Regions from separate parts of the Hordeum vulgare genome. Here region 1 is linked to region 2. The links are chromatin contacts, called in public Hi-C maps. All regions are on one chromosome and are shown on one strand. The core of a region is the stretch at or near the end of the contact, and the rest is flanking DNA. Distances in the headings are between cores, read along the strand shown. Region 1 holds the start of LOC123412844 (pheophytinase, chloroplastic). Region 2 has its middle 71 kb from the start of LOC123442799.

What was found. A called contact is a pair of places that touch in the nucleus more often than the background predicts.
Region 1: a contact with region 2 is called in a Hi-C map of leaf, with 2.8 times the contacts expected there. The contact joins the promoter of LOC123412844 here to the enhancer-like site in region 2. A contact is called at or near these places in 2 of 6 Hi-C or Micro-C datasets (leaf and seedling).

What each region holds. Positions count from the first base shown.
Region 1 is chr1H:429,872,288-429,874,987 of MorexV3_pseudomolecules_assembly, forward strand. LOC123412844 (pheophytinase, chloroplastic) reads left to right here and starts at 1,276. Exons shown (of 6, transcript XM_045105800.1): 1 at 1,276-1,653; 2 at 1,730-1,841; 3 at 1,940-2,033; 4 at 2,352-2,529; 5 at 2,617-2,686. The coding sequence starts at 1,346.
Region 2 is chr1H:429,591,291-429,593,990 of MorexV3_pseudomolecules_assembly, forward strand. No RefSeq gene overlaps it. Among protein-coding and RNA genes, the nearest start is that of LOC123442799, 71 kb to the right of the region's middle. Within about 2 kb of position 1,346, at least 3 of the 3 cell types and tissues checked have open chromatin away from gene starts, as enhancers often do. A contact at or near this core is called in leaf and seedling, where this site is marked.

The DNA.
Region 1 (2,700 bases), core at 26-2,525, 280 kb after region 2:
GTTCAATCCATGCTTCTTCCAATTTTCTTTTTCTCCTTTTATTTTCCTGAATTGGGCGGGACAATGTTGTAATTTCGGCCCACAATCTCTATGTTTACATTTCACTTTTTTTGGACAGATTCAAATATTTTTCAAAATATTCATATCTTTCAAACTCTAACTACAAATCTAACATGTTATATATAGAAATCCCTGAGAAAAATGTGTAGATTACAAATATACTATTATCTTGCATGTTAATCATTTCTAAATTTATGTTTAGGCGCAAACTTAATTAAATACCTTTTTATATTGAGTATTTTGAAAACGCCCATTACACATGTATCCTACCCCATTTGAAGTGAATATTCAAATCTTATATTTAGAAATTCCTTGGAAAAATATGTAGATTTCAAATATGCTATTATCTTGCATGTTTAACATTTCTAGAATTATGTTTAGGGTGCAACCTTTTTTATACAGGGTATTTTGAAAATGCATATTATATATGTTTCTTACCCCATTTGAATTAAGTAGCTATGATAGTTTAATGCCCTCATAAAAGATATTATTGACACCACATGGGATGTTAGTCCTACTAGCTACCATATGCTATCTATTTAAAACGATGCACAATAACTAACTCATATACGATGTTGTACAATAAACTGTTGATACAGGGCTTATGTAAACAAGTGGCTTAACATTGATTTCCATATTGTTTGAAATTGTGCCAATAAAGTTTCTTGTAAACACCTTGAGTACACTCAAAAATCATCCCATTTTTATGTTTCTCTACAACATCATTTATTATGTTGTTTTCTTTTGTGAGGTTTATCACATTGTTTGTTGTTTGCCATCATGAAAGTTTTCAATGGATTGTTGATGTTGTTGAGTGTGTGTGTGAAGGGTGATTTTTTCGTTCCGTTGCAACATCCGAACATGTTTGCTACTATATAATATAATGGGCATTGGTTTTCGTAAAAGTCAAACTTCATAAACTCTGATCATCGTACATATAGAAAGAAACATATTTATATCTATAATACATAGTAATCATATGAAAAAACATTTTTATGATGAATCTGATGACATTGGTTTGGTATTTTAGACGTCCATATATTTTGATAAATTTGGTTGAAATTTACAAAGTCTGACTTAAAAAACATAGACGAAAGGAGTGCTGTAGAGTAAAGCAGAGCCCCAAGATTTTGCATTTCCTTTGGATTTGTGATTTATACTATCGTGGTCCAGAAGAAAAAAAAAAGCACAATTCTCGGCGCAATAATCGATTAACGACGCCAGAAAAAACACGGGACAACCAGACAACCGGTGGCCACCGGGGGCGACGGAGCGCGCGGAGGATATGGCCGCACTCGCCCACCACCACCGTGTCCTTTCCTTCACCTCCTTGGCAACTCCAAGAACCCGTCTCCCCTTCGCATCCTCCTCGTCGCCTCCCACGCATGCCGGCCTCAGAGGCGCCCGTGTTCTCCGGCACGCCTTCGGCGGCGGCAGCGCGCCCCCCGCCGCCAGCTCGTCGCTGGAGGAGCTGTCCCGGAGCTGCACCACCTGGTCATGGCGAGGGATGCGCGTGAACTACCTGGTCAGGGGGGAGGGCCTGCCCGTGCTGCTCGTCCACGGCTTCGGCGCCTCCGTCGCGCACTGGCGCAGGTGAGCAAGCCGATCGAGCCCGGCCAGGCTCTACGGATGTTTACTTCACGAATGTTATCTGAACATTTGTTTTCAGGAACATTGGCGTGTTGTCTGAATCCAACACGGTTTATGCCATCGATTTGCTCGGGTTCGGGGCGTCAGACAAGCCTGCTGGATTCTCTTACACCATGGAAACATGGGCCGAGGTGAGTCCTCGGTTTGGCCACTACTCGTAGCTAACAATCAACAGATCATGGCGTGTAGTTAAATTGGTTAATTGCATATCTGGTTTTGTGCCAAGCAGTTGATCCTGGAGTTCTTGGACGAGGTCGTCAAGAGGCCCACCGTGCTCGTTGGCAACTCTGTGGGGAGCCTTGCTTGTGTCATTGCTGCCTCAGGTTAGACATCTTCTACTGAGGCCACATCCTGGTGTTAATGTCGAACATGGAGCGGTAACTCTGTAGCTGCTTCTGCAGAACGATTTTGCAGCTGACAATTATACATCAGTTTTGCCCATCCCATGTGATAGAGCAATTGCAGGAAGACCTACTTCTGAATTATTTAGATGGAAACCTTCTCTGTTTTTAACCAGGCAGATATTAGCTTCTCCTTTAATCAAATCAATCAAGCTTAGTTACAGCGGTTAATCAACGTCTGTAGTCATTTTACTCACTCTGAAATGTTGACTTTGTTTGTTAATGCTGAATGAACGACAGATTCTACCAGGGACCTTGTCCGGGGACTCGTTCTGCTGAACTGCTCAGGTGGGATGAACAATAAGGCGATCGTGGATGACTGGAGGATCAAGCTGCTCTTGCCTCTGCTCTGGCTAATCGACTTTCTGCTCAAACAAAAGAGCATCGCATCGGCGCTCTTCGGGCGTGTGAAAGAAAGGCATGTCTTCACTACATTGGTTTTAGTTACCCGGTCCCTTGGCCGACTGACATGGTGATGTATATACTGATTCCTGAGCTGAAACAGGGAGAATCTGAAGAACATCTTGATGTCTGTCTACGGAAACAAAGACGCCGTGGATGATGAACTGGTCGAGGTAAATACGCTCTG
Region 2 (2,700 bases), core at 96-2,595:
GGGAGCGGCATTTGGCTCCCGAGCTCGTCTGCACCTACATCGATGAATAAAAATCAAAATAAATAGTAGAAGAATTCAAAATTTTCAAAAGAAAATTTGTGGTAGATAACTTAATGCACGAAGGCCGCTTCAAATTTCATCTTATTTGAACATATGAGCAGCTCTCATTAAAAAAGACAAATCTGGGTCTGTAAAAAAGGTTAACTATTCACGAACTTTTCTGATCCAATTTGTCTTTTTTCTGAGAGCTGATCAGATGTTCAAATAGGATGAAAGTTGGAGCGGACCTCACGCATCAAATTATGTACTGCACAAAAAAATTTAGAATTTTTTGAATTTTCTAGTATTTCTTTTGAATTTTTTCGTGAGCGGGAGCAGCTAAGCCTGGGGCAAAGTTGAATTATCCACAATTTATATATGTCTTTGAATTGCATATCAACAAACCGTCTTGATAAGCAACGGATGAGACGTTCATCTAATTAATCCCCACAAAAAATGTCTCCCTCTAGGAAAGGTCCAATAAAAGGTTGCGCAATGAGCCAACAAAAGTTGGATGAAATTATGCATGAATTAAATTGAAGAAATAATCATGAAATTTAAACTGGCATTTCAAGCATCATGATATCATGCAATTCGAATTGTAGTGCCCTATTAAAGGTTGTGTAATGTGCCTACACCATTGAAAGAGATTATCCATGAATTAAATTGTAGGCATCACTCACGGTACTTAAACTGGAATTTCGAGCGGGAGGATCCAAAGTGCCATGCCCGATCAAAGGCCGCGCAATGAGCCGACGCCGTTGGAAGTAATTATCCATAGATTACGTGCAACATGGCATCATGCTTGCACATAGATTCTTACTAAATTTAAATATTTATTAGCTTTATTCTTCCATTGCAACGCACGGGCATATGTGCTAGTCTTTAACCAATATTTTGGGACACGAAATAGTAAAGAATTGCAACGAAACATTGCCCTACCTTCAACCTTGTTTAGAAGGAATACATATTCACACATGCTTTGCACAACAGCGGACCTAACGTCGCTCCAGTTCACTCAAACCGAAGGCTGTACAAAAAGCATTTTCCTTGTTCAAGGCGGACCTAACGCTGCTATAGCTCATTTTTTAACTGAAGCTTGTTAAGAAATGGGTTTGCCATGGGCAGCTCCACTTCTCCCCTAGCTTATGAAAAGATCGCATTGTTCAGGTTACGTACAGCTTGCTTACAAGGAAGAAAATGAGAAGGTTGCTTCGCATTTTGTTTTGACCCGTCCACTACAGCTCGAGATATCCAAAAGTGGACAGCTGGGAGTTGCACCCTGGCATAGTGGCACCGCATTGGTCAGCGGCGTGGGTATACCTCATCCTCTGCCAAGTCAGCATCGCCCCATTGCCAACCATGTTCAGGACATGAGCGTCCGCGGCTTATAAATGCGTGGCCTCAAGAGGTAGCAGGAAAAATCAAAGAGAGAAAGAGTCCTGAAAACCATTTTTTCTTTCGTTTTCGCTGAATTCTTGTGACAACGACTCGTGTAAAGATTGGGTGGTGCCCGAAAATTCGGCCATTCAATTATGTTTGCGTTCGATTATCAGTTTTGAAGTGTACAAGATAACAAACGAGCAGGCCTCGCGAAAAGGAAAAAGGGTCATTTCAAGGGAGCAAGAGGTGCAGCGATCGACACACTGACAAATTGCACTGTAGCTATGTAGCGACCTTGTTGGCAGACACTCTTGACGCTGTATTTTGCAAAAGTTTGGCAGACCTTGCTATTTAGCGACCTTGTTGGCAGACCTTGCTATGTAGCTACAAGTTTGCAAGCTCTTTTCGTTAAACTTTGCAAACCTAAAAACAAGGCCAAACAGAACCCGACGTAGGTTTCAACCCCGAAAATGACAATGATATTGTTGGCTTTGTGTGTACACCTTGCCTCCCATTATTCTTGCAAAAGAACTGATCTTCAAACTACACAATGAAAGGCAGCCAGGGAGGAGATTTGTAGCAGGAGAGGGGCAGGCACCCCTCCCCCCTTTGGATTTTGATATTTAATCTGTCGTGTCTTTTGAGCAGAAGTCCAAATTAAGTTCTTTTTTCATATTTGCGTTTCGGGTGACGAGGACTTTCAAATGAGATTCATTTTGAAAACGTTTTGACGAGTTTATAAAACTTCATTGGGTTTCAACTTTTGAAACTTGGTATGAATGACCGAGAAAATCATAAGTTTCAGAACTCGTGACCGACAAAATAGTTAGGGGCTGTTTGGTTCCCAACCTAAGGTTGCCACGCCTAACCTTAGTCATGCCACAATACCTTAGGCATGTGTTTGGTTCATTGCCACATTTGTGGCTTGCCACACTTTTTTAGTTATATGGTCCACATGTCATACACTTAATTTTTTGCCAAATCTTACCACACTTGTTGTGTCCATTTTGTTAGCCACACTTTTTATGGCAGCCACACTTTACCTAAGGTTAGTTGTGGCAAAGTTAATCATAAACCAAACAGGCCCTTAGTTTCACAAACTAAATTTAAAACTTGTTGTGCAGGTGTGTGCCCCGCATCTGCATGCCCCTGCGAGTTTTTGGAACAATCAGCAGCTTTCCAAGAGAAGTTTGTTGAGAGAAAAATTTGTGTCCGTTTTTTCATTCATAGTGGTTGAATTAACCAAATTTTCTTACAATTAGAACTAAATAAACTGAT